Regions from separate parts of the Drosophila melanogaster genome. Here region 1 is linked to region 2. Evidence: chromatin contacts called from public Hi-C data. All regions are on one chromosome and are shown on one strand. The core of a region is the stretch at or near the end of the contact, and the rest is flanking DNA. Distances in the headings are between cores, read along the strand shown. Region 1 holds the start of RpL15 (Ribosomal protein L15). Region 2 holds the start of CG40228.

Region 1 (3,080 bases), core at 551-3,050, 180 kb after region 2:
ATATAGTAAGCTTTACTCAAACGGATTAGAGAAATTAAAAGGAAAATTAAAAAAGTTTTCTTCCCACCATCAAATTGGAATATAAGAAAATAATTCTACTGAATCTAATTTAAATTTAAAATTTAAAATTTAAGTCAAAAGACTTAATAAATATTTTACATAATTAAAGCATAGACAAAGGGAATTATTATAACTGCTGTAATTTGAATAAATAAATAAACCATAAATTTAAAAAAAAAGTCAGTACATTGAGAAAAAAAATATTTCATAAAAATAAAACATAGTAGAAAATAAATAAAAATATGAAATCTGTTTAGTGCAAAAGTTATATCTGGAGGCACTGAGTGCGGACACAAGCTATCATCAATCATTGTTGTCATAATTTCTCACACCTCGCAAACGTAATACTCTAATTTGTGACATTTAAATAGATTCGGTTAATACTACAATATTTCTATGCTATATTTAAATAATAATAGCACTAAGGCAATGCAGAGAAAACATATTTCACATGATGCCAATTGACCGAAATTATTATAGTTATTATTATAAATTAGTTATTATATAAATTATTATAGTTATTCTAGTGCCAGCAACCGGCTGCAGAGCTCTCCGGTCTCTGGCTCTGACTGTTGTTATTCTAGTGCCTATGCAAATAACATTTGTCGCTTATGAAATTGGTTACTTTCAAAACATTTTTAAATCTGAACCTGTATATCGGTATCAAAAATATAATCGTGCATGATCCGGTAATCGAATTCGTATGAATTTTATGATTCCGCTTTTGGTCGTAAACCAATTTTGACTTTTGTCTGGCCGAAATGTAAAAATGCCTTTTAATACCCGTTATTTGTAGAGTAAAAGACTTACTGGATTCGTTGAAAATTATGTAACAAGCAGAAAGAGCGTTTACGACTATACAAAACATATTATTGAACAGGATCAATAGCCGAGTCGATCTAGCCATGTACGTCTGTCTATATGAACATCGAGATCTCAGCATACAGGTTCTAGAGGCAAAGACGCAGCGCAAGTTTGGTGACCCGCCCACTCTAACGCACGCAAACCTCCAAAAACTGGCACGCCTACACTTTTGAAGAACGTGTTGTTTATTTTTAACATTTTAATTATTTTTATAATTTTTTTTATTTGCAACAAAATTTTTTCGCACTAGCTGAGGAACGGGTATCTGATAGGCGAGGAACTCGCCTCCGATGTGACAAGCACACATTTGCTGTCGACAACAACAAATTTCGATTTGCTAAGGTGTCGCTAAGTACGTCGTCAAAAGTTATTGCGGGAAAACGAAACAGGCAGGTAAAAATATTTATACCATATATTAAAATGCTTTCATTAAAAAATAAATAAAAACTGTGAAAAATGGGGTAGCTATTTTGTATGAAAAACAATTGCAAACAGCAATTTCTGCGTCCGTCTGGCTTCAAAACAAACGATTTCAAATATATAAAGGATATCTTCACGTTGTTTGATTTTGACAAAGAAAAAAGTCAGTTGTTTGAGCAGCAAGAAACGAAATAAAGCGAAATAGCATAGAAATAACGCATAGCACTATAGCAAAAATTATTTGAAAACCAGAGCACCTAATAACGAAATTAAAAGACTTTTCCCAAATCGAATGCGATAAGATAAATTAACATGGAACGGAACATGCTGGGATGTTTTAAAAATAATACAATTCTGTGAGAAAGGGGTATAATTCCGTTTTACAATGTTTCATGCATTAGGGTAAGTATATCCCAAAGCAACTCTGAGCTTGTTTGTCGTGTGATCCAACTCATTGCTTCCTTCTTTTGGAATATTTCCGTGCTGTAAGTTGGTTGTGCATTCGGGTCAATAATTTTTCTTTAGTACGAGATCATTTCGGAAATAAGTTTATATATTATTTTCGGTCCTTTTAAAATGTTTTTAAGTTTGTATGATGATTTTTTCCATGCACCACTCTGAGCTCAGTGTAGATTATGGATATCTGACGGATGTTATGTTCGTTTTTGTACTCACATTGCTATGTAACATTGATACGAATTATTATCTGTTCTAGATTGTAATATGTACAGTTTAAGAAGTTGATGGACCGATGATGTGACAGTTATAAAATAAATAATGAATTTGTTACTAGGTCTATCAAATTGCAGAGATGGGGGCTTATCGGTACATGCAGGAACTTTATAGGAAGAAGCAGAGCGATGTGATGCGCTACTTGCTACGTATTCGCGTTTGGCAATACCGCCAACTAACGAAATTGCATCGTTCGCCAAGACCTACTCGCCCGGATAAAGCAAGACGTTTAGGATACAGAGCCAAACAGGGGTTCGTGATTTATAGAATCCGTGTTCGCCGCGGAGGTCGCAAGCGTCCAGTTCCCAAAGGATGCACTTATGGCAAGCCGAAGAGTCATGGTGTAAACCAGTTAAAACCATATCGTGGTTTGCAATCCATTGCTGAGGTAAGAAAAAACGAAATTTGCTAACCACACGTTCGAACAAGTTGATGACAACCCCTTTTGACATACAATATATGTTGACATTAACTTCCTTAGATGTCTGAAATATTCTTGTCCAATTAAGAGGTCCTCACCAAAAAACACTGAAATATATCATGAATTTTATTTTCTTGTAGGAACGTGTTGGTCGTAGACTTGGCGGCTTGCGAGTTTTGAACTCGTATTGGATTGCGCAAGATGCTTCTTATAAATATTTTGAAGTAATCTTAATTGATACTCATCACAGTGCTATTCGTCGTGATCCAAAAATTAACTGGATCTGCAAGCATGTCCACAAGCATCGTGAATTGCGTGGCCTTACATCAGCTGGAAAAAGTTCGCGTGGCATTGGCAAGGGATATAGATACTCCCAGACAATTGGTGGATCTAGGCGTGCTGCTTGGAAGCGCAAGAACCGTGAGCACATGCACAGAAAACGATAAATTGTGAAGCATTTATTTTATCGGTTAAATAAAGCACTTCGTGCACGCAAAGAACATATCTAAAAAATATATTTTTTGAAAAGAGCTTTTAAACGCAAAAATAGATATAGTAACAGGTTTTCGCATTTTTGGTTTGG
Region 2 (3,076 bases), core at 105-2,604:
TATATGATCAAACCAAAGACACTGGAATAATAAATAATAATATAATAATAATAATAAAATTCTAATGTCTTTGGTCAAACGCTTTATTCTCTGAGTGGAGGTAAACTTAAATGACTTATATTTTCTAAAGTATACATTTTTTTCAAAATTCCAAAGTGTAGGCAAACAATGTTATTGCGATTTAAAAAAAATAATATTTGAAAAAAGTCAACTTTTTGATTTTCGAAAATTTTTGAACTTTTTCGAAAATTCATATCTCAAAAACTGGACTAATTGGGCAAATGGGCAAACGATTCCTGCTTTTAAACATCAAAAATTCGATATTTCCGAACCCAGCTTCTTTAAGCTACATTTACAAGACTAATTAAATTATGAAAACATATCCAAAAATTTTTAAAAAATGTGCGCGCGGTAATTTTGGGCGGCTTAGGGCGTAAGAGTGGGCGTGGCAAAAAGTTTTATGGCAAATCGATAAAAATCTACAACACTAAAAATATGAAAAAATATCAACAGATTTTTCAAAAGTGTGAGCATGGTAGTTTTGTGTCATTTATGGGCGTGGCAACATGGGTGAACAAACTTACGACGAGTCGATGTCTATAGAAAGTGTATGCTTAATCTCAACCTTCTAGCTTTTATAGTTCCTGAGATCAAGACGTTCATACGGATAGACGGACAGATTCACTCTACGAATCTCCTTTGCGCAATACAATATCAATATTTTAGAATTGATTCCTAGAACAAAAATTTGTTAGAATTTCATGGGTTCAGCTTATTTTAATAAGTCAAAAATGTTTATTTCAATCTCGCTATTATGCTAAATTTTTTGTATTAAACTTATTTTATGGTATAATTTAGAGGGCTCTAGCAATTTATTTTACTTACTAACTAACTTAAAATTAATTCCATTTAATTTGCTGTTTCACAGGCATCTACCCAATCATTGTAAACATCGATAGGTTCTGAAAGGAAGTTAATTCCCGTTTGAAAATCCTCCAAGCACACCCTACAAGTTATTTTCGCTGTATTTCTGCTTTTATCCCTGAAATTATAAAATAAAGAGTTGTTTTAATAAATTTAGGTTTTGGACTTACATATAGAACCAAATAAAATCTATATGTCTACATATTCGGTCGAATAATAGTAGAATCAGAACTGTCCTGAATATGTACATTTTAACCTCACACGATTTTTCATGGTTGCAAAATGGACAATTAAATTGTTGATCAAGGGGTTCAATATTCTTTCTCTTCGGAGGCGGTTTTCTTTTAGACTTCCTTCTCCCCATTTTTTAAAGCCTCTACAGTTTTTCCACTGTGCGCGGCTACAGCAATCAAATAACAATTCCGAAAATGCTAAGATAACGAAATATTTTTGTACAAATTAACCAGTTCAACCCTTTTTCACGCATACCCAATTTAAGAATAGGCTTTATACCCGATTCACACATGTCGGTCCCTCACTTCTTATTGGCACTATTTCATAACCCCACAGAACGTTTGTTTAAATATATAAACCTTTTGCCAGTTTAAGTAGTAAATTATATAATACAATATTTATACGCACTTTAAATTGTGACGCAAATGCGAACAATTAACGTAAAAGTGGCTTATTTTGTAAATGCAATAGATATAAGGAAGAGTTTCTGACCCATGAATGTAATATAATCTCAATTAGAAACACTTGCCTAGTCGCTTTTGCGATATCCCTCCGTCGTTTCGACCATAATGTTGAGATACCGGTAACTATGGAGGCTATTTGAAGCAACATTCTAGTAAAGCATTCGGTTCGCAAGCTCAAACAGATCAAAACTGTCCATTACATTATGGGACTGACCAGGTACTATCGATATGCCAATCAACTTTTTGGGATCTCCCATAAAGCAGATTGCCACGATTCTTTTTATAATGTATGGAAGATCTGGACTGTGACGGGACCTGTGAATGGCTTATCCCTCTTATCATTACACTTAATTATATCTTACCGCATTTAATGCACTTTTTTATATACATATATCAAATTTTAAGGTATATGCGCATCTTCGTATTCTATAATATATTTCACAAATCTAATTATTGTATTTGCTTCCTTTGTGTCTAGTCAACTGCCACTATTCCATCAAACTCCTTCAGCCATTTTATAATAATTTGATACGCCTTAATTGATCAGAGTACTCAATGTCAATGCCAGCATTCATTACTTTCTTCGCATTCTCTACAAAAGATTCAAAATACAAAATCACTAATAGAAAATAAGTTTTTGATAGTTTTTTGATAAAATGATGTCTAAAATATGTATTCTTGTTTATCGAAAAATTTTTTTTTTTAATTTTTCATTTTAATTTAGATATTTCTAAAAGTTTTATTTAATTTATTGAAGGTTCTTAACCGAGCTATTTGGATCGTTGTTTTTCTTTCTATACCACCCTCAACGTCACCGGATTTATGTTGTATTTCAGGACAGCTGATTTGAATAAATAATGTAATGTAAATCATAGCTCAGTCGCAGCCATACCGAGCCTGACATTTGCAACTGGAATCTATAAGTTTGTGCTTTAGATTAAAGACTGAGCTAAAAATGTATTATTATAATACTCGTTATTCGTAGAGTAGAGTATCGAATGTATGTAACAGGCATAATGGAGCGTTTCCGAAAATATAAAGTACATTTATATATTCTTGATCAACGTCGACACCTCAGGAACTATAAAAGTTCCTAGATTCATAGACGAAGCGCAAGCTTTTTGACCCATGTTGCCACGTCCACTCCATCGCCCACAAACCACCCAAAGTAGCCACGCGCACACCTTTGAAAAATGTTTTGATATTTATACGCGTTACTCGTAGAGTAAAAGATTCGTTGAAAAGTAACAGGCAGAAGGAAGCGTTTCCGAACATATAAACAATACATATTTACAACAACATTTATTTTACTTATAAATTAAAAAACAAATTAAAAATATTAAATATACAAGAAAATAAACAACAAATTCCAAGTTTACACACTTTTGAGACTGTCAAGAAACTCTTTACACATTTTGTTTTCCTACTTTCATCGTACGCCATAGGTACTCTTC

What was found. A called contact is a pair of places that touch in the nucleus more often than the background predicts.
Region 1: a Hi-C map of the S2 cell line shows a contact between it and region 2, with 3 times the contacts expected there. A contact is called at or near these places in 3 of 107 Hi-C or Micro-C datasets (the S2 cell line and wing imaginal disc) and 5 of 7 datasets of targeted methods (the Kc167 cell line and the S2 cell line).

Annotation. Positions count from the first base shown.
Region 1 is chr3L:27,265,455-27,268,534 of dm6, forward strand. It overlaps RpL15 (Ribosomal protein L15), which reads left to right and starts at 1,801. Exons shown (of 3, transcript NM_001258469.1): 1 at 1,801-2,069; 2 at 2,138-2,464; 3 at 2,638-2,991. The coding sequence starts at 2,156. The coding sequence ends at 2,943. It overlaps snoRNA:Me18S-G1358c (small nucleolar RNA Me18S-G1358c), which reads left to right and starts at 1,929; the gene lies at 1,929-1,996. It overlaps snoRNA:Me18S-C419 (a small nucleolar RNA gene), which reads left to right and starts at 2,500; the gene lies at 2,500-2,569.
Region 2 is chr3L:27,082,552-27,085,627 of dm6, forward strand. CG40228 reads right to left here and starts at 1,355. Exons shown (of 2, transcript NM_001110956.3): 1 at 1,173-1,355; 2 at 1-1,042. The coding sequence starts at 1,288. The coding sequence ends at 910.